Linked DNA regions of Mus musculus: regions 1, 2, 4, 5 and 6 are each linked to region 3. The links are chromatin contacts, called in public promoter capture Hi-C maps. All regions are on one chromosome and are shown on one strand. The core of a region is the stretch at or near the end of the contact, and the rest is flanking DNA. Distances in the headings are between cores, read along the strand shown.

Region 1 (3,317 bases), core at 164-2,663, 2.5 Mb after region 3:
CTGACAGCTCTTCTAGAGGTCCTGGGTTCACTTTCTTGCACCCACACTGGAGAGCTCACATAGGTCTGTAACTTTGATTGCACAGATCAAACACCCTCTTCTGGCCTTCAAAGGCACACGCGTCCACATGGTACACAAACAGATAGGCAGGCACATACTTATAAATAAAATAAAAATAAGAAATAAACTATAAGTAAACAAATGTACAGAAAGCAGAGCTGACCTACAGTAAAATTTTGTTTGAATTTTTTTTCTTTTTCCTCTTTTTTAAAGATTTATTTATTTTATTTAGGTGAGTACACGGTAGCTGCCTTCAGATGCACCAGAAGAGGACATCAGATCCCATTACAGATGGTTGTGAGCCACCATGTGGTTGCTGGGAATTGAACTCAGGACCTCTGGAAGTGCAGTCAGTGAGCCATCCTCCAGCCCAAGAATTTTCTTGGATGAACTTTTTTTTTTTAACCAACCTCTACAGACTCTCAATTTAGGATTTTCAAGTTCCTATTGCTATCCACTTCTTTCAGAGGTCCCAGTGTACATCATTTGACTCCATTGCTTTGGGATTATGGCACCACAGTGCACCATGTGGTGGAGGGTTGTTCACTCCAAGGTCGGGATGGAAAGAGAGACAAAAAGGGACCAGGATCACAATATCCCTTCAAAGGGTATACTCCAGGGACCTAACATCATAGTAGGACTTGCTTCCAAAGTAATTATAAGCAGAGTTTTAATTAAAAGGCTATTCATAAATACAAACTACTAATGATTAAAAAAAAAAAAAAAAGCCAGGTGGTGGTGGCACACATAGATGGATCTCCGTGAGTTTGAGGCCAGCCTAGTCTACAGTCAGGACTACACAGAGAAACCCTGTCTTGAAAACACATACGCACACACACACAGAATTTAATGATGTTGACATTTCTTTACCTTAGTCATTTGAATTTCATTTTCTTTGGCCTGTGCCCTTTGCTAATTTCAATAAAATATGTTAGAATTGAACAGGGTCTCTATTTTATTTTATAGATATTTTATTTTATAGATGTGGTCTCATGTATCACAGGTCGGCCTCCACTTGCTATACAGCCAAGAAAGACCCTGAACTTCTGACAGAGTTGTATTAATGTGCCTAGGTAACGCAGTGCTGGCCCTAAAACAGATAACAGAAGACACAGGGGTTGAGTAATTTGTAGCCACATCACTCCTTGGGATGCTATCCAGATCTTCTGACTCTAAACTAGAGATTCACCTAAATTATATTCTATCCCCTCCAGGGTAGCCTGCCTAAACGGTATCCTCCTTCCATGTCCATCAACTGAACATTTTAAGTAATTTTAGTAAGCAGTTTGAGCTAAGCGCATGCGGTCCTTCCTCTTCGCACGATTGGACGGTTGCGTCTCTTTTGGCCCCAGGGACTCGCCGTCGTCCGGCTGCGGGTGATCGCTAGTTGAGGTGATGGCGACTGGGACGCCGGATTCGCAAGCCCGATTTGGTCAGTCCGTGAAGGGGCTTCTCACGGAGAAGGTGAACACCTGTGGCACCGATGTAATCGCGCTCACCAAGCAGGTGCTGAAAGGCTCGCGGAGCTCCGAGGTGAGCGGGGCGTGGGCTCCCCGGGCCCAGTCCTCCTCCCAGCGCTGGCTCCGGGAGAGGCGGCGCATTGCATCCTGGGGAGTGTAGGCTTTTGGCCCAGGCGCGTGTTGCATTCTGGGTGAGTTTCTTCAGTTTAGGTTGAATGCTTGTAGTTGGAAGAGATGATGGGTGGGAAGGGGAGAAGCACAGGCGGGCAGATGAGCTGCGGCTCCTACACAGTGCCTGTTTGTGTTCATGGGCGTCTGTAGTGAACATCAGTCGCTTTTCGAATCTCGGCTTGGCGATGGCCTCAACTTCCAAGATTTCTTACACCTCTCTCTTTGTGGGTTTATTCTTTATATTTCTGGCCAAGCTCTTCACTGTTTCCTAGACAAGCTTTTTCTTTTGCCCTACCATCTCCTCCCCCTTTCTCCATCCTCCATCCGATTCTATGAATGGAATGATTTGATGACACGTACACGCTGCTTGTTGAGGTCGTTATCTGCCCTAGAGAAACCGTGTGCCCACACAAAGACACGTACATGTTCATACACTTTTCCTCATGAGACAACTCACACGCTCATGGACAGGTAAACGGGCATATGAGATGCAATGACCTCGTCTTTGGTATGTATTTACTAATGGAAAATTAAACGTATGGCGGTGCCTAATGGGCACACCTTAGTCTGAGCTCTCAAGAGACCTGGGATACAGAAGGGACTGCTTAGAAAACTTCCAATTTCACCTTCCTTAGTAACCCCTACCTTAGTAACCCTTCGGCAAGTGGTTACCGTTTCCAACTTAGTTTTCATAGGAACGGCACCTGCTTTCCTATGTAGTTGCAATAATGACACACTATGTTCTCAGGCCTTTGGATCTGTGCATGGATGTTCACAACATCTGACTTATATTACTTTAAACCTGCAGTGTAGCAAGAGCTGGCTTTCACTGACAGTGGCTGCAAAACAAAATAAAAATCCCATTACAAGAAGTGCTCGCCCTTACTGTATAACAGCTGTTGACATTGCTGACCTGATGATCTCTGGTGACATGTTTTGCATGTGGTCCCATCTGACACGTTGCTTTTAGGAATCTGTGTCAGGGGAAAGTTTGAAGAAATTAAAGAATTGTTATATTGCTTTTTTTTTTGCAGATATAAATTATGCAAATCATGGTTTCACCATTTGACACTTTATCATGGTTGCACAGAGTTCCTGGGTCGTTTTTTGTTGGCAGTCAAGTTGACTTTCCTTTCTTTTTTTTTTTTTTTTTTTTTTTGCTATTTCTAGATTCTGTTTCTTTTGTAGAAAGTGTATGTGTATGTAAAATGTTGCATACATCATACAAATGTGCACACACATTCTTCTAGATAAACAAATTGGGGGAAGAAATGCTATAAATAGGCTTAAACTTTTTAAAGGTGGGTTTGGGGCCAGCAAAATAGCTCAGCAAGACAAAGTGTGTGCTACCAAGCTGGACCATCCAAGTTTCTGTCCGAAACTGGGACCCATATGGTGGAAAGAAAAAAAAAACCAAACTTTGAAAAGTTATCATCAAGCTTCCACAAGTGTGGAAGCCATGGTACACACATCCTTTTCTCTCCTCCACAGATTAAGTAAATAAATGCAATTAAACTTTTTTTTTTTAAAGCCAAGTATAGTAGCACATGTCCTTAATCCCCGCAATTGGGAGGAAGAAGCAGGCAGAGCTCTGTGAGTTTGGTCTACAGAGTGAGTTCTAGCTTA
Region 2 (3,157 bases), core at 121-2,620, 2.2 Mb before region 3:
GCAGCCCTGAGCAGGTCACATTGAAAGTGCTCAAGAGACATCGATGCAGTGACTAAACACACAGGCTGAGGCTGACTTTATCTCCAGAACCAACAGACTGGAATCTGTTTTTACAAATAAGCTCAACACAAAGAGAGATGTTTAGGTCTAGCCAGTTCCTAAAGAGTTTTTATTTTTTCGGGAGATTGGATCTGTGGTCCCAGGGTCAGCATACTACGTAAGCTCTGTACTGATGAGCCACAAGTCTAAGGTTTTAGTTTTTATTTATTTTTTATCGTCTTACATGTATCAACGATTGCTTTTATCTGTGCCTGTTAGAAGCTGGGGATACGCTGGTGTACCACCAATCGTGGCTCCACTTAAATGTCTAGTTGGGCAAGAATCTAGTGATCAAGAGTAACATTTAAATAAGTGCCCTGGAGGGAGATTCTTGGGCATATCGATCCTTCTGCCACCAAACCCACTTTTTTTTAGTCAGAAGGTCCAGAAGGGCTTCTCTGGGAAAAAAAAAAAACAACTAAAAAAACCGATTAAATAAAGGGGTTGAGCAGGAGTGTGTTCCAGATAGACGACACGTGAATTGCACAGGCTTCGCGACAAGAGCGAGCTTAGTGCACTAAGACACTGGAAATCGCCAGCATTACTACATTGATGTCAGTGACGTGGGACACATGAAAGCGGAGGGGTAGTCGAGATGTACCACGTGAGGAAGCTCTCGGCTGGCTGGGCTACTCTTACATTTGCGTGCTTTTCCCTCCACTTCCTTCTGTGTGCATCCACAGAACTTAAGTCAGATTAACCTAACGGGTGTGCGGCCGGTGTGCTTCAGCACAGCGCAGAGATCACAGCCGGGAGACCAAAGCGTTCTGCGGCTGAGCCACCAAAGACGCGTCCGCCCGCTCTGCCTGTGCCCAAGGACCGGAACTCAACGGCACCCGGAGAGGGAACGCGCGCTGGGTAGCCGCTTCCTTTACCGCGCCATTCTCGCTGGTCTTCATCAGGCAGCCAGCCAGCGACGAAAAGATGTAGCCATGCCGGGTGTAGGTGCCGCTGCCGGGGCTGCCTTCCTCCAAGTTACACAGACGTTCGCCTGCAGAAGACAAGCTGCCTCAGCCACGGGCTCCCAGAAGCTGGTTGCCACACAGCCTGGAACTGCGTGCGGAGACCGCTCACTTACCGGGGATGCAGTACCTCACCGGTGGTGCCATGCTTGCCACCATCCACAACCCGGATGAGAACCAAGACGACTTCTCATTGGTCAGCTAGAGGAGCGGCCTCGCAGTTACACGAGTACCAATTGGCGCCTTCGACCGCACGGGGTGTAAGAGCGAGGTCTGACTCCATTTCCCAGGCTGCCCCGGGACAGATCTCTGGGCGTGCCTTTGCGGGCTCCGGGCCTCGCGCCTGCGCAGCTGGGTGGTGATGGGCGGGCGGCGGGTCCCGGTCCGCTGGCTAGCGCTGTGGGCTGAGGGCCATGGTGGGTCAGCCTTAGCTCGGCCCGGCCTGGGTCCTGAGCTGGAAGGGGAGGCAGTGGGTGGCGGACAGGGAGACTGGGCCTAATCTGGCTGATTGAGAAGCTGGCAGGAGGCAGGTAAGAGTAAAGGCGCGGTTCTTGCTTCCCATCCGAGTCCCGGTGTCCAGGCCTTTAAGTTAAGTTCCTGATCTCTCTACGACCTGCCCTGCGTGGATGCGTCCTCCTAGGTCCGAACGCATTTTCAGCCCCAACTCGCCCATTTCATGAGTTTGAAGACTCAGATCCAGGTTTGCTTTGTACAACAAAGTGTCGAAGTTGGTTCGAGACAGCCCAAGCTTAAGCCGATTTTTTTTTTTTTTTTGGACCTGAGCCCATCATAGATGGACCCTGCTGCACCTGGAGACACAACCTTTTTCTAGTTTTGTAGAACGACAGTTTCTTCTCTTGCAGGCAGATACTCTATAGAGTGTGAGCTCCTTAACTATGAATGAGCAGCTTGACGTTAGCATAGCATTCCTTTTGCTTTTTTTTCCCTTTTAGCATGTTAGCCGGGAAAGAAGCCTTCATTAATAGAATATTGTGCTTTATTGATATCTGACATCAGCTTGAGGTGGCAAAGGTTCCGGGAGCAGCAGCTTTTTCCGGATGAAATTTGCCATGACTTTGATCTCACTTTCATCTATTGGCTCTGGAGTTTATTGCTCTCTCCCCTTCCCTCCCTGTCAGCCAGGCTTCTTTGAGATACAGATGGTGATTTAGGGGAGTGCTCTTGCCTGCTAATCTCTAATCTGGTGGCAGATGGCCACTGTGGCCTGTGGGTCCTACTGAGAGGTGGCAGTACTTGGAGTGTGGAGAAATTATGCTGGCTTTATTCCTCCTCCGTGCATTCAGGTCATTCGTGCCTTCCCGCCACATTTAGATGTAAATACGACTTTGCTTTTTCTCTGTTTCCTGAGGGAAAACTTTTTCACTTGTGGCCCATTTAATACGTCTTTTTCTAGCCTCGTCATTATCCTGATATCCCATTAGGCTGAGGGGAGAGGGTCCTGGTCTCACTCTGTTCACTCAGAGTTGATAGGCACCACAAGCTTTCCATTTTACGGGTTTGATTTCCGGTTTGATTTGTCCTCTAGGTTATTGATCTCTAGAGCTATGATTCTAATACTGGTTTTATTTCTTTGTTAATCAGAAAGGATGAGCGCAGCAAATACTTGGGTGTTATCACATTGGTGAGAGTGTCTTTGCTGGCTCCTGTACAGCTGCCAGCCTTTCCTGTTCTGCATCTCTCCAGGTCATTCATTCAACAAGTATTTATTGAATACTTCTACAAGCCAGGTATTAAGATGTTTATAAGCATTTGATTTAAACCTTGGGCATATGTGTGTATATGTATGTATGTATGTACACGCATACATTTGTATGTATAAGAATTTAAGGTTTAGAGAAGAAGGTTCCAGGACTACTTATGGAAAGATTTGAACCCTAAATAGGGTATACATAGATGAGAATTGGTCAATCGAGCCTTAAAGTAGGCATTTCACACAGAACTCAAGGATGGAGAAGGTGATTGACAGTCGGATTCTTTATAAAGATACATTCTCGTGTATCTCATGCTGGTCTCAGACTGGCTGTGAAGCCAAGGATCATTTTTATCTAATCCGCTTGTCTCCAGATGTACACACA
Region 3 (3,473 bases), core at 796-3,295:
TCTGCAACGATCAGTCTCAGTTCTGCACTACCACTTGGGTGTTCCAGTAACGGCTACAAACAGCTGAGCCAGAGCTGCGTTTCCCACAGAAACACGGTTCCTCTTGTCAGCTTCCCTATTTTGGTTGTTGGTCCTACCCACACGAACAAGTACCTTAGCCTGCTCAGTACCGGATAAAGTCTACATCTGCATTGTGCTCACGCCCAAACTCTCCATTCTTCTTATCTTCACTCTGCCTCAGATTCCCGATACTTTCTGGACAACTGTTCCTCTTCTCTCTTCCACAGTTGTTCTCGAGGCCATCAAGTCATAATCTCTCTAAAACAAGGGCCACACACTTGGAAGCCAGCAGAGGAATGTGTATGGGTGGAGTAACACAAGTGTTTATATAATAAACACACAAGGAAACCATCATTCCCTCTTCGGAGGAGTGTGCGGAGGAGTGTGCGCCCTCTCAGCCCAGCACTCCCTACTAGTTCTGAGGCACTGGGTCAGACAACTCCATCTCTAAACTACAGCAAATGGAAAAAAAAACAAGAGAACAAGAACAGTGCTAACCAGCAAAGGCCACAAGATCACACTAAAGGACCAGCCAGTGGTGACACAAACCAGATTATCCAGTCTTCTTAAAAGGCTGCAAAACCCTGGTCAAGTAGAGCCCTACTAAGTAAGTTACGATAGACTTCAGAATTTGTGGGGAGAACCCATATATCTGGATTTTTGTTACTTGGTCTCTCTTGCTCAAAAATAAGTGAACGATCAGGCAGAGAAAATCTGCGACTTACAACCCCCCAACTTCTCTACTAAACCTTTCCTCATAGATCCTGGTTCACAAATTGGGCTCACAGAAAAATTTCCTGGGGTGGGGCCTGTGAGAGGGCCCTTGCTACCAAGCCTGAAGATCAGAGCGTGGTCCTCGTGACCTACGTGGTCTAAGAAGAGGACCAACTCTCGAAAGTCGTTCTAAGCCACACACACACACACACACAGAGAGAGAGAGAGAGAGAGAGAGAGAGTAATTTTTTCACAGAGCAGTGAAACAGTATAAGTTCTTATGTCACCCCAGAAGGTCCAGCCTCTGCTTTCTGACTCTGCCTCAGACACAGACACAGATGCAGACGCAGGGACACTGAACTAAAATCTAACCGTGTCCCACGGGTGGGTCAGCAAATCTTCAGACTAACCTTCAGGTTTCATCAAATGCTTGCTTACTCCAGCTCTTTTACTAACTGGACTGTTTCACGTACCCCCCCCCTTCCATTTCCTTCACAACTCTGCTTAAAATATACTTCTCCCCCGGCGGGGCACTTCTGGACTAACAGTGTGGAATTCTTGTTGTTGGCCTTTATGACAAGAGGCCTGCAGATTTGTGTTTCAAAAGTGGTTGGTGTGCTTCCCTGGGGAAAGACAAGGGGGAGAGCGGCTCCTTTCCTCCCATTCAACCATGGACTGACCAGAGGCTGCTAAAGCACCATTCAGATTTCCGTGAAGTCAAATGCAAATACACAGCTGGGATCAGCCAGAAGGGGTTGCGTATCACCTGTCAGTTCCCCAGTCAAATATGTGGCCATTTTGGAGAACATGTCCCGGCAGAGCTCATTGATGTCAGCTTCGGCAGGCTCCTTTGCTTCCTCGGCTGTCTCCACCGCAGCATCATCTGGCAAGGTGTGGGTGGGAGGTGAGGAGTAAACGTCCTATCCCCAGACCTAATCCAGCCAAAGCGGACGGTTCCTAAGTCCCTCCCGACTTGGGCTCCCGCCGCCTTCGTTCTCCTCCTGCCACCATCCCGTCCCTTCTCCTCGCACCCGCCCACCTGAAACGCCAACTCCGTTCCCATGCTCAGGAGCTAGGCTTTCGTCTCAGTGCCCTGACTGCGGTAGACAGGTCCACCGGCTCCTGCATCCGGACCTAGCCTCCCCACCATCAGCCGCCGCATCTCCATCCACACAGGGTAGTACCTCGAGGTGGCTGCTCCTCCCGTCGCGTCGCCGGGACGCCCTCCGCAGCCGCCGCCATGCCCGACCCAAGGCTGCTTCCGGTTCTAAGGGCATCTGCGCGTGCGCCCCGCGGGTGCCCCGCCCCGCCGCTTGCTCACAGCTTCCTTGCTTTGATCGGCTTGCCCAAGTCACACCTCAAATAAGGACCTTTTATCAAAGTCCAAGCATGAAGCTGAAACTGAAGCTAAGGCTATTGCGAATTAGCCCGTTACTGAGATCACAGTACCTGGTTGGCAATGCGTTCGTCCCTGCAGCCACACTCTAGAACGGTCACTTGTGCCAGCCACGGCCTGTCTTGGGTTGTGGACCCATCATAACATGTCAGCTAAAGTTATTGGAGAGAGGTGGCCTCCTCCCCAGACACCAGCACCCTGACATGTTTTGTTCATCAAAGAATTGTTCAGGGATTCGCTTTTACAGGGTGTCTCCCACAAGATTTCGGCCTTGAATCTTCTTTTTTTTTTTTTTTGGTTTTTCGAGACAGGATTTTTCTGTGTAGCCCTGGCTGTCTTGGAACTCACTTTGTAGACCAGGCTGGCCTCAAACTCAGAAATCAGGGATTAAAGGCATGTGCCACCACCGCCCGGCTTTGGCCTTGATTCTTGATGGAATCTCCCTTACCTTTCCCATAGGCCTTGGACTAGTATCAACTCTCTGACTCACATCTCTTGAAGTGCAAGCTAGCCCCTAATGTTTAGTTGAAAGGACCTCTCTTGAAGGAAACTTCCGACGTCACTGACACATAGGTTATCTTGATTATACTTAGTTGTTGCACGCGTCTAGCGGGTTTACGGAATGCTTGGGGGAGGGGGGTGGTGAGAACAGGTGGGGGTGACAGGGATGAATAGAAGGCTCAGTGTGAGGGAATGAGAGTCACTGGAGAGGGGGAAAGAGGTGTGTAAGGGTTTTCAGGATGCAGGCTCCTGAGCATCCAAAATCTTAAGTGTAGAGTTTTTGACTAAGTTTAACTTAGTCTTGGTTATCCTCTAATCTCCTCTCTGAAGACTGATTCTCCCTAGACTGATTCTCCTTCTCTCCACTCCTTTCTATAGGATAATCAAAGTACCCGCCGTTTCAAACATTCCTATGAACCAAGGCTTCTTATTTCAAGATTGCTGGGAGAAGCAACCTCCCTGAGATTGACATGGCCCCCAGTACATTCCAGAGAGTGTACAACAATGTCTTACACTCTTATCCTTCTCTCTTCTCTCAATAGCCCCAGAAGGAAATGCAAAGACGTGGTTTTCTAAAGAATTTTATTGCTAATCACCTTGGAACCTCACATTGTCCTATGACGAAGAGAGCCAGAGACCACCACATATTAGTCCAAAAGATCAATGAATCCTGATAGCCTTTCTGGCTTGATTCCTTCAGGTTTTGTTTGATTCCAGGTTTGAAGTCCCCTCAGTTCCAGCTAGTCGCTGGAACATAAGAACCAGAAGGCAGGCTCCTCCAGAATTCACTGACTTCACCTTT
Region 4 (3,162 bases), core at 39-2,538, 2.8 Mb after region 3:
CCTATTAATATCTGTTAGGGACCTGGAAGAGAAAGATCCCAAGTTCGAGGCCACTAGGGTACAGAGCCTGTTCGAGGCCTACAAACAGGTTCATATTGTAATGGAAATGCTCTTCGGAAGCAAGCCGGGAAGCATCAATCCTTGTATCAACAGCCCAGCATAACCACCTTGCCACTACGAGCACCCGCAACGATTTTATTGCAATTTTTAACCAGCTGGTTTGTTAAACTGAACCTCTAAGCCCTGATGTCTTCTCTTACATTCTTAGCCATTGATGGAAAATGCTAAGGTGACTATGTGAAAGACCTGAAGTCTTTCTGTACTCACTACGTCTACGATAAATGGCACCGTTTTAACATCCTCCCCCTACACATGACGGCCAAAGGAATTTGCATCCCTTAAGAAAAATTATAGGTCTACGGTCATTATGAAACAATGTGCGGGGGGGGGGGGGGCGCAGAGAAGTGGTGGGGAACACGCAACCGTGTTGAGTGACTAGTCATTTCAGAGTGCTCTATTAGAGCACAGCCCTCGACTACCGAGGCTGTGAAACAAATCCGACACAAACCTTCATCTAATGCTTTTAAAGGCTGCGGCCAGGCAAAGCCAACCGCTCAAAACGCTGTTCTTGTAACAGGCCCCACTTCTGCATCTCGCCCTGCAGGGCTTCGGGGGCCCCAGAAAAAAAAAGGCGAGGGACAAACCGCCTCCAAACGTCTTTAGGCGAGACTTGCAATTGATGTGAGCTTTCCAGGAAGTACTGCGCACCACAAAACTGGCTCGTGGGCCATTCCGCGGGCAGATCCAAACCCTGCCAGGCTCGCAGCCCATGAGGGGAGCCCCGCACCCGCCTCACGAGAACTGAGGCCAGGCTGCCAGCCCAGAGAGACCAGGGGAACCGAGAGCGGCGCCTGCCCGCCCACTCCGCGAGAAAGGCGGGGTCCCAGCTAGCGGACGCTGGGAAACAATGGCGCGAGCATGACGTGGGCCGGGGGCGTCGCCGCCGCGCGGGGAAGGGGCTGCGGCGGGCCGGGGGCGCCCGGGCCGGGGGCGTGCGCCACGCCGGGGCGCTGAGGCCGCGGGCGCGCGGGCAGATCTGGGCCGGGGTAGGGAGCCCTGAGGAAAGGGACGCCGGGCGGACGGCGGGGGCCGCTGGGTCGCGCGCTGGGCCGCGCATCCTCCCCAGCCTGCTCGCTCGCCGCCCGCCCGCTCCAAGCCCCCTCCCGCCCGCCGCGGGTGCCGCCGCACTCACCGGCCGCACCGCACGGCAGCAATCCTAGCGCGCAACTGCCGCAGCCGCCTCGGCGCGCGCCCTCCCCGCCCCCGCCGCCCCGGCACCGCCCCCAGCTCGCGCCCGGCCAGGGACCGGCGCTCTGTTCCTTACCCGGGCTCCGCCGCAGAAGCCGGCCGCGGCGATGCTCCCTGGCGGGCGGTCCTGTCTCAGGGCCCCTCACAGGGCTCGGGGAACTTCCCACCACAGAACTCCCAGAGCTGCTAAACTCCGAGGGTGATGCACGTTAACAACCTATCCATTTCCTAGGAATAACCACCTCTTGGCTTTTTGCCTGCTCCCCTCAGCACACTCCTGGCTGCCCCGCCCCTACCTTAGGTGACCACGCCTACTCTGCGAGAGGCTTTCCCTAAGGTGGGAAGAGTGTGTCCCTTACTCCTAGCAGCTTACTCCTAGACAAACGAACCAGAGGGTCTCCCTGGAAGACCTTGAACTCAACTCCATGATAATCATAGGGACCAGCTTTGGGGTTTATCAGAATGAGTTCAAATCCTAGTTTCACTACTTACCCAGGGAACCAACCAAGGAACCTGACTACACACAGTTGATTTATCCGAGATATTATTGATAGAATGAAACAATACAGACTCCAGGCTTAGTTCTGGATCCTAGCAAACAATAAATAGTAGTTGAATACACTGACACCCGTTACCGTACTTCACTACAAGACAGCCCACCCACTATGTCCAGAACACTGCATTCCTTAGTCTGGGCAGCTCTGGAATTCATCGCAAAGACCAAATTCTAGTCCTGGGAGCCTCGGAAAAGCAACTGATCTACTGGTTCTTCGACCTTGGACTTTGCCCAAGATCTTCCCGAGTTGGGGATATTTGATCCCTCCCATTGTTTTTCCTCTGTCCTAATTCTGAGGATCTTTGTCTTTCTCTCAGGCATTTGGCTGATTTGATTTTGATTTCCTTTAGATGGTATCATCCAAGACTAAGCCAAGTTTTGTAGTACCATCATAATCAAGGAGGACTATGGCTTCCACTTTGTAACAGCGCCTTGCATTTGTGCAGTAAAGTTCTCAGTGAACACTAAGTATGGTAGCTTGCCGGGAGTCCTAGCTTCTGGAGATGCTAGGACTAAGGCAAGAGGATTACGTGAGCCCAGAATTTGAAGTTAACCTGAGCAACATAATGAAAGAAAGAAAAAAGGGAGAGGAAGCAATGGTGAGGGGGGGGGGGGGAACAAGGAAGAAAGAGGAGGAAGGAGAAGAAAATGAAAAAGAGAAGAAAGTTCTTGGCAGACATACTACTGACTCATTACACTTGCAGTCAACCTGAACCACAGGGTGTTTTTGAAAACAGGAGGGCTCTGCTAACAGCTTCTACTTACCCTCCTGTGCCTTTCACCCTGCCTAGGTCAGCTGAGGATAAGCCCCTATTAGGCTTTTCACCTATTAGGCTTTTCAACATGGGAAAAATGGCATGTAAGCCAGTTTGCAGTTAGCTTAATACCACCTTTAAGCCAAGTATGTTTCTAGAAAGCCTGGTTTTGTAGGTAGGCCTGGAGTGGTTAAAGCTTACCTTGAATTCCTCTCAGGAGGCAGAGGCAGGTGGATCTCTGAATTCAGGGCCAGCCTGATCTACAGAGCAAGTTCTGGGCCAGCCAGGGCTACCAAATAAGACCCTGTCTCAAAATAAGTAAATAAATGCCCAGTTCTGTGACTAAAGACTGGTACGGGGCCGGGCGTGGTGGCGCACGCCTTTAATCCCAGCACTTGGGAAGCAGAGGCAGGCGGATTTCTGAGTTCCAGGCCAGCCTGGTCTACAGAGTGAATGCCAGAACAGCCAGGGCTACACAGAGAAACCCTGTCTGGGGGGGGGGGGCGGGGGACTGGTAGGGGGCTGTGTACATTTGACAGGAAA
Region 5 (3,233 bases), core at 134-2,633, 2.9 Mb after region 3:
ACAATGCCCTGTATGGAATTTTTATTTTATTTTATTTATCTCAGTCTGTAGCCCCAGATGCCTGTACTCACTACATAGATTAGGCTGGCCTTGAAATTACAGAGATCTGCCCAACAGTGTTGGGACTAGAGGGACAAGCCATTCACACCTGGCAATAGGAACAAATAAAACTAAAATGTCCTGTCCTTGCAGTCATGTGCAAGCTTAGAGCCATTTGGTAGTGGAAAAAAATCACCAAAGACTAATAATTGTGAGCCTGTGAGTTAGTATTTTTTAAAAAAATGTACTACTGTTGAACAGCAGCCTGCTACAAAGTCTAAGCTGACAGGTTTTGCTTCTGTTTCTAAATAATCCAATAACTACTATTAAATACCACCAGCCTTTCCATGTGAAATGGGCATTTCATTAAAGTCTTGGGGTGAGCAGCTGCCCTTGCTTTGTAACAGGCTCCTGGATACAGCTATTCCCGTCTTATGGGCACCTATCTGGAGTAGTGCCATCACCAGGTATAAGGAAGATGAAAGTCAAAGGACCACAAGCAGCAAACAGCCTCTGTGGAAACCCTTGCACTGATCAAACACGGCAGTGACTCTCAACCTTCCTAATGCTGCGACCTTCCTTCTGTTGTGGTGAAACCTCTCTTCCCCCTCCCCCAATAAAATTATTCCGTTGCTCCTTCACAGCTGTAATTTTGCTACGGCTAGGAGTCTCGTAATGTAAATAAATATTTTTGGAGATAGAGGCTTGTCAAAGCGATCATGATCCACAGGTTCAGAACCGCTGGGATACAAAATCTAATCCGTTTTTAGAGCCCAGGCCTGGAGAACCGCAGGGCCATTCCACGTTTACTCTGGTTTTGACAAAGGCCACGGCGCAGGTAAAGGAGACCTGGTTTCCCGATCGCAGCTCGGAGGAAACAAATCGCTATGGCCATAGAGGCCAAGACACACGAACTCTGCCAGAGATGGGGTCAAAATCCAGAGTCCTCTCTCAACATCCACTGGATGGATGACCTTGGGGAGCTCCCCTCTCGACCGGCCTCACTCCCAATCCACACTGGGAAGTGGGGCATAAGGCTCTCCGCTAACCGTGCGAGCCCTGGGGCGCTCGTCACTCGCGGTGCTGAGGCTTCCTAGATCCGCCATGGGGCCCTGACCCTCATTTTCTCCAGCGCCTTTCCCATTCCCCAGCGTCTCCCCGCAAAAAGAAAACCTCGCGCTGTTCCGGGGCTGGAAAAACGGCCAGACTCTAGTCGGCCCTACAAAGCTCAATCACCGGACCGAGCAGCCAAGAGCGCTTTCTCACCCACCTTCGTCCGAACCCCAAACTCGGCGGCCGATGTCCTTCAACAAACCTAGCGACGAGCTCGGCCCGACCGGAAGACGCCCCCTCCCCGCACGCGACCGACAGGCCGCGACGACTCGGCCCTCGGCGTGGATTGGCTATAAACGCCAAGTCCCGCCCTTCTACTTCCCGTTTCAGCCGGCGTCAGACCCGACGTCAGAACGGAAGTAGCCCTGGTCTTACCTACGCTCGTGGACGAGTCGCGTGGAGCTGTCGGCTCCCTGTTCTGCGCGTGCGATTGCGTTGAGACGCTCCGTGAGGTATGCGGCGGTGGGAGCCTTGGGGCTGATGACACGGGAGCTTCGGCGTGGAGGGAGGAGACTTCATGCCTGTCACCTCGGCTTCCTGGCCTGGGTCTCCGGGTTTCGTGCTAAGCACAGTTGGCTTGGGATGGGAGGTCTTATTCCCTCAATCCCCTCGGAGCTAGCAGTTCATGCAAGCCATGCTGTCCTCTGCAGGTACCTTAAGTGCCTTCTCTACGTGATCGCCAGACTGTTTGGTGCCTCGGTCTCATCGGGTCTATAATGGGAACTATAGAGTCCCAGCGAAGTAGACCTTGTGAGCTATACTGTTTCTACGAAGCATGCACCCATAACAGAACAAACCTTACATTTTTCGTTCGTCGTCCCTTTCACAGTCTCACTCGGCTACTAAAGTTTTCTTCCTAGGTATCCCAGAACCAACCAGGCTGCCCTGCGTCTTCATTTATACCTCGTCTTGGTTCTCATGGTTTCCCTGATGTGCATCGTTTAAATCCTTACACTGGCTTTCACTTCTGTCCAATCTGTAGACTGAGGAATATTCTCCATTATTTTGTCACGTTCCCCATGGCTCTGAAGTACCAAGTAAACGCAAACTATTAATTTTTTAAGTATCTTTCACCAAAGAGCCAAATTATTTTCTAAAATATAAGTTGTTACCATGCTTTATTTTCCCTGTAGCTTAATTGAATAATTCAGCTTTTTAGAAAGCCTTTGAAGAGTTGTTTGACAGGCAACTGGTTGGTGTATTTTGAGAAATAAACTTTTTCTTTCTTTCTTTCTTTCTTTTTTTTTTTTTTTTTTTGAGACATAGTTTCTCTGTATAGCTCTGGCTGTCCTGGAACTCACTTTGTAGACCAGGCTGGCCTCGAACTCAGAAATCCGCCTGCCTCTGCCTCCCAAAGTGCTGGGATTAAAGGCATGTGTCATCACGCCTGGCAAACTTTTTCTTGTTTCTCTGTTGTTGTTGTTGTTGTTGTTGTTTTTAGCATTGTCTACCATCATATTTCTATTTACTATTATTATAGTTATTTTTGAGACAGGGTCTCATTATGGAGTCCTGTCTTGTCTGAAACTCACAGAGATAGGCCTTCCTCTGCCTCCCAAGTGCTGGAGTTAAAGGCATGGACCACCAGACCCGGTTCTTTATTTATTTAATGTACAGCTCAAAAGCATCATTCTTATGAAGTGTTCATCTTTACAGAATCCTGCCACTTCTCTTTTGTTTATGCATTATAATCTGACTTGTATCTTAAATTACTTTTTTCCCCCCTGAGACAGGGTTTCTCTGTATAGCCCTGGCTGTCCTGGAACTCACTCTGTAGACCAGGCTGGCCTTGAACTCAAAATCCGCCTGCCTCTGCCTCCCAAGTGCTGGGATTAAAGGCGTGCGCCACCACTGCCCGGCTTACCTTAATTTACCTACATTTTGTTTTCTAAATAATGTATGTTTGGCGGTATGGAATTATATATATATACACACACCTCACATAATTACAATGATTAACACTAAATGAACATTTGCTACATAGAATGCATTTCCTGGAAGATCGTGCACAGTGTATAGTTTGTGGTTTTGAGGTAGACAATATTGGAAAGATGAAAAAAATGGGAGCCTGACATGCCTTT
Region 6 (3,246 bases), core at 85-2,584, 2.3 Mb after region 3:
AAACCGCGGAAACAATCCTTCCTGGAGGAGAACACAGTCCCTTTAAAGATAGGAAAGATGCTACTCACGTTGTCGATCACAACAGGCTGGTTGGCGATCACATCGTAGGACTCCATGGCAGAGGAATCTTTCCCTCCGAGGAAGGAACTGCCAGCCCGGTCCGCAGCAAACGCCACTGACACGCATGCGCAGTCTAGTCGCCGGTACTGGGCATCCAGGGAGCCGCCCGACCTCGCCTCGGAGGAACTACAATCCCCAGCATTCTTTGCCCCAGGGCTTGCGCTCCAAACCGGGTCCCAGCCCGATCGGATTTAGGAGATTGGACAGTGTATTTCCTACACATGGTGGGGTCTGTAGTGTTTGTAGATTAAAGAGCCACAGTGTTGATGATTATCTTGCATGACTGGATTTGAGATCCCTTCGAAGGGGTTTCCAGTACACTCTTAAATTTTGGAGTCTGAAGTACTTGTGAGTAGTTGGGTTTGGATTTGTCAGTACTTCAGGGGCGGTTGAATTTTACAGAGTAGTTCTATCTCTCAGCCATTCCTTCACTTGGGCAATACAAACCATTAATAAACATCTGTCGCTCAGTGGTAGAATGCTTGCCCAACACATATCCCAGCAGCACCGGGAGTGGTGCTGGAAGCCTTTAATCCCACCTCTTTCGAGGCTAGTCTGGTTTACAGAGTTCCAGGACAGCGAGGGGCTATAGAGAAAAACCCTGTCCCGAAAAACAAAAAAATGAAACAAAAAGCAAAACAAGACAAAACCCATGAAGCAAAAGCCAATGGAGGTTATAAAAAAATACCTGTACGTTGGATGCCACAAAACCACGGGCCTAAAATATCATCTAAAGGTTTAGAAATTGTTTTATTATTTTTCTTGACCTTGATGGATGACAACATCCAGGCGAAGAGAAAGAATAGGTAAATTTTTTTTAAAACAGCCAGGCATTTTCCCCAGGCACATTTCGAGTTACCCTTTTTGTCAATAGTTCCAAGAAATATTAGAGTTGTAACATTAATAATAATGACATACTGTCTAATGAATTAGTTGTCAAGCTTATCTTAAAATTGTGTATTAGTAAAACAATATTAAGCGCTTCTTAGTAGTTGTGTAGAGCTTTCATAGGACCCTGGCGCCTCAAGGTACCAAGTCTCTGTTCTAAACTGGGTTCCTCCTAACACTAGGGGGAGGCCAAGATCCTTGGGACGCTCCCAACCCAGGGGCAGGGAGGCGGAGTCTATTGTCAAGTCACGCCTTCCCCACTTGTGACTGGCAAAGACACTAGCCAATAGGTGTCAGGAAAGGGCACGCTGACGCCCCGCCCCTTGGAGCTCCCCGCGGTCCCACAGCATCCTCTGGCCGACGTCTTGAAGGCTCCGGCTTGGGCGGACGGAGCCTCGTGCGCAGGCGCGGAGTTAGACCTCGCCGTAGCCCCCATCGCCTCGGGGAGTCTCATCCACAGTGGGTCCGCTGGCCCATAGGGGCGCTTTCCCTCCTCTACCCTCCCGGGTTCTCCGCGCGCCCTACGCGCCCCAATGGCGGAGCTGCGGCCTAGCGTCGCCCCCGGTCCCGCCGCGCCCCCGGCCTCTGGCCCTAGTGCCCCTCCGGCCTTTGCTTCACTCTTTCCCCCGGGACTGCACGCCATCTACGGAGAGTGTCGCCGCCTCTACCCTGACCAGCCGAACCCGCTCCAGGTTACCGCTATCGTCAAGTACTGGTATGCTCTGGGCCTCGGGAGGACGGGGTCCGGCCGGGAAAGCTTCGAACACCCGGGACGAAGTAATTTGCAGAAGGGGGAGGAAGAAAACGGTTTAAGTACTGGGGAACCAGGAGCTTCCTGGTGCTGTGGAAGGAGTTAGGACAGAAGTTGGGAATGGGGACAAAGGGTTAATGGATCCCTTGAGTAGTGAGGGGTTAACCCGGATTAGGACAACCGAGAACTGGGGGTGTATACAGAAGCGGAGGGGGGACTGTAAGAGCGAACTGTAAACGTGGAGAAAGGAGGGGGCGCCTGTGGTGGGTCATTAGTGGGCTTGGGGGAGCCAGGGGGCGGCTGGGGTGGGATGGGGGGGGGAGTGAGGCGGGGCCTGGAGAGCATTTGAGAGGGCTTTGGAGGGCACAAGACCGCGTAGTCTAGGGCGGTCCGGGAACCAGGACGCCCCTGTGGGTTAGGAGGGAGCAAGATGAGGGCATTGTGCCTTTGATGAGGGAAGAGTTGAGGAGAGGCCTTCTTTCAGTCTTCTTTCGGGACCTTCCCGAGCGCAGGAGCTTCTGTCATTCAGTGCGAAGCTGTTGCTCTTGAAGTTTGACAGAGCAGCTCTTCCAGATAAACTTTTTGCTTACTCTGCACAGTTCTCTTTCTCTCTGCAGAGCTTGCTTCTGGCTTTGCAGCTGCTTTAGCTTTAGGACGTTAGTTAAGAACAGGTTTCGGGAGAGCCAAGCATTAGCTCGGGATTGAAGGGGATCATAGCTCGCCACCAGGTGCGTGACAGAGACCTGAGTGGGCAGGAGGAATGAAGAAGCGCATTCTGTCTTGTCTTCGTGATTTCAGCCGAAGTTTAAAGATGCCCTGTAAAAGATCAGTTTCCAAATGGGCTGGCTGTCTTTGGGGGTAGAAATGGCACTTTCTCGTCTCCTATTCTTTTTTGCATCCTGTTTCTTCAGTCAGCCTTCAGACAAAACAGGTGTTATGAGACAAGTCCTTGTGGTCTTTCTGAACCAAAAATAGATTCAGAGGTGGCCACATTCAGGCAGGCAGTCGTTGTATTGTATGATCCTGAAAAGTTCCTTGCCTTGGGGTATTGGCAAATGGTGGTCCTGAAGTGAGGGATGCCTTTGCAGGTTACACACCCTTTAAAGCTGAATCTTTTTCCTATGTGGCATCCTCTTATTGCCTCTGGAGATGGGAGATGGGCTGTAGAGAGCTGAGGTTACCCCCCCCCCCCGTGTGTCACTGGGATAATAATGCAAAGGAAACTGACAGCCAGGAGGGTCTGGGGACCAGCCTGTCCGGGTAGCCAGGAGCCATGCTGGCAAGGCATCTGTGCAGGGCAGCCTAGTTCCTGGCTGACTAGTGTTTTGAAGATTGCTTCTGAGTGGGTAGTGGCTCTTGCTAACTTAATCACCCATTTCAATGGCACCTCTGTATTAGTTGTGATGAACTTGTCCCATGTCATGAGAAAAACGGGGCTGACCTTGCCATACTGTTTGCTCTGATCTTGTTTAAGTGTGAGGGAAAGT

Evidence for each region. Promoter capture Hi-C pulls out the DNA fragments that hold promoters and counts their contacts.
Region 1: a promoter capture Hi-C map of liver shows a contact between it and region 3, with 2.3 times the contacts expected there. The contact joins the promoter of Borcs7 here to the promoter of Bloc1s2 in region 3. A contact is called at or near these places in 2 of 39 promoter capture datasets (liver and pre-B cells).
Region 2: a contact with region 3 is called in a promoter capture Hi-C map of the C10 cell line, with 5 times the contacts expected there. The contact joins the promoter of Zdhhc16 here to the promoter of Bloc1s2 in region 3. A contact is called at or near these places in 1 of 39 promoter capture datasets (the C10 cell line) and 1 of 9 other capture datasets (liver).
Region 4: a promoter capture Hi-C map of liver shows a contact between it and region 3, with 2.4 times the contacts expected there. The contact joins the promoter of Nt5c2 here to the promoter of Bloc1s2 in region 3. A contact is called at or near these places in 2 of 39 promoter capture datasets (liver and pre-B cells).
Region 5: a contact with region 3 is called in a promoter capture Hi-C map of pre-B cells, with 5 times the contacts expected there. The contact joins the promoter of Atp5md here to the promoter of Bloc1s2 in region 3. A contact is called at or near these places in 1 of 39 promoter capture datasets (pre-B cells), 1 of 115 datasets of contacts at active chromatin or transcription factors (double positive thymocytes) and 1 of 9 other capture datasets (liver).
Region 6: a contact with region 3 is called in a promoter capture Hi-C map of pre-B cells, with 2.2 times the contacts expected there. The contact joins the promoter of Sufu here to the promoter of Bloc1s2 in region 3. A contact is called at or near these places in 2 of 39 promoter capture datasets (embryonic stem cells and pre-B cells).

What each region holds. Positions count from the first base shown.
Region 1 is chr19:46,688,493-46,691,809 of GRCm38.p6, forward strand. Borcs7 (BLOC-1 related complex subunit 7) reads left to right here and starts at 1,414. Exons shown (of 5, transcript NM_025563.3): 1 at 1,414-1,593. The coding sequence starts at 1,456.
Region 2 is chr19:41,932,075-41,935,231 of GRCm38.p6, forward strand. Zdhhc16 (zinc finger, DHHC domain containing 16) reads left to right here and starts at 1,371. Exons shown (of 11, transcript NM_023740.3): 1 at 1,371-1,591; 2 at 2,664-2,809. It overlaps Exosc1 (exosome component 1), which reads right to left and starts at 1,240. Exons shown (of 8, transcript NM_025644.4): 1 at 1,178-1,240; 2 at 975-1,090. The coding sequence starts at 1,208.
Region 3 is chr19:44,144,401-44,147,873 of GRCm38.p6, forward strand. It overlaps Bloc1s2 (biogenesis of lysosomal organelles complex-1, subunit 2), which reads right to left and starts at 2,046. Exons shown (of 5, transcript NM_028607.1): 1 at 1,959-2,046; 2 at 1,541-1,657. The coding sequence starts at 2,016. It overlaps Pkd2l1 (polycystic kidney disease 2-like 1), which reads right to left. Exons shown (of 15, transcript NM_181422.3): 15 at 3,237-3,473.
Region 4 is chr19:46,961,020-46,964,181 of GRCm38.p6, forward strand. It overlaps Nt5c2 (5'-nucleotidase, cytosolic II), which reads right to left and starts at 1,289. Exons shown (of 18, transcript NM_029810.5): 1 at 1,253-1,289.
Region 5 is chr19:47,089,264-47,092,496 of GRCm38.p6, forward strand. It overlaps Atp5md (ATP synthase membrane subunit DAPIT), which reads right to left and starts at 1,384. Exons shown (of 4, transcript NM_023211.5): 1 at 1,310-1,384. Pdcd11 (programmed cell death 11) reads left to right here and starts at 1,503. Exons shown (of 36, transcript NM_011053.2): 1 at 1,503-1,604.
Region 6 is chr19:46,395,562-46,398,807 of GRCm38.p6, forward strand. Sufu (SUFU negative regulator of hedgehog signaling) reads left to right here and starts at 1,335. Exons shown (of 12, transcript NM_001025391.2): 1 at 1,335-1,723. The coding sequence starts at 1,542. Actr1a (ARP1 actin-related protein 1A, centractin alpha) reads right to left here and starts at 180. Exons shown (of 11, transcript NM_016860.2): 1 at 69-180. The coding sequence starts at 116.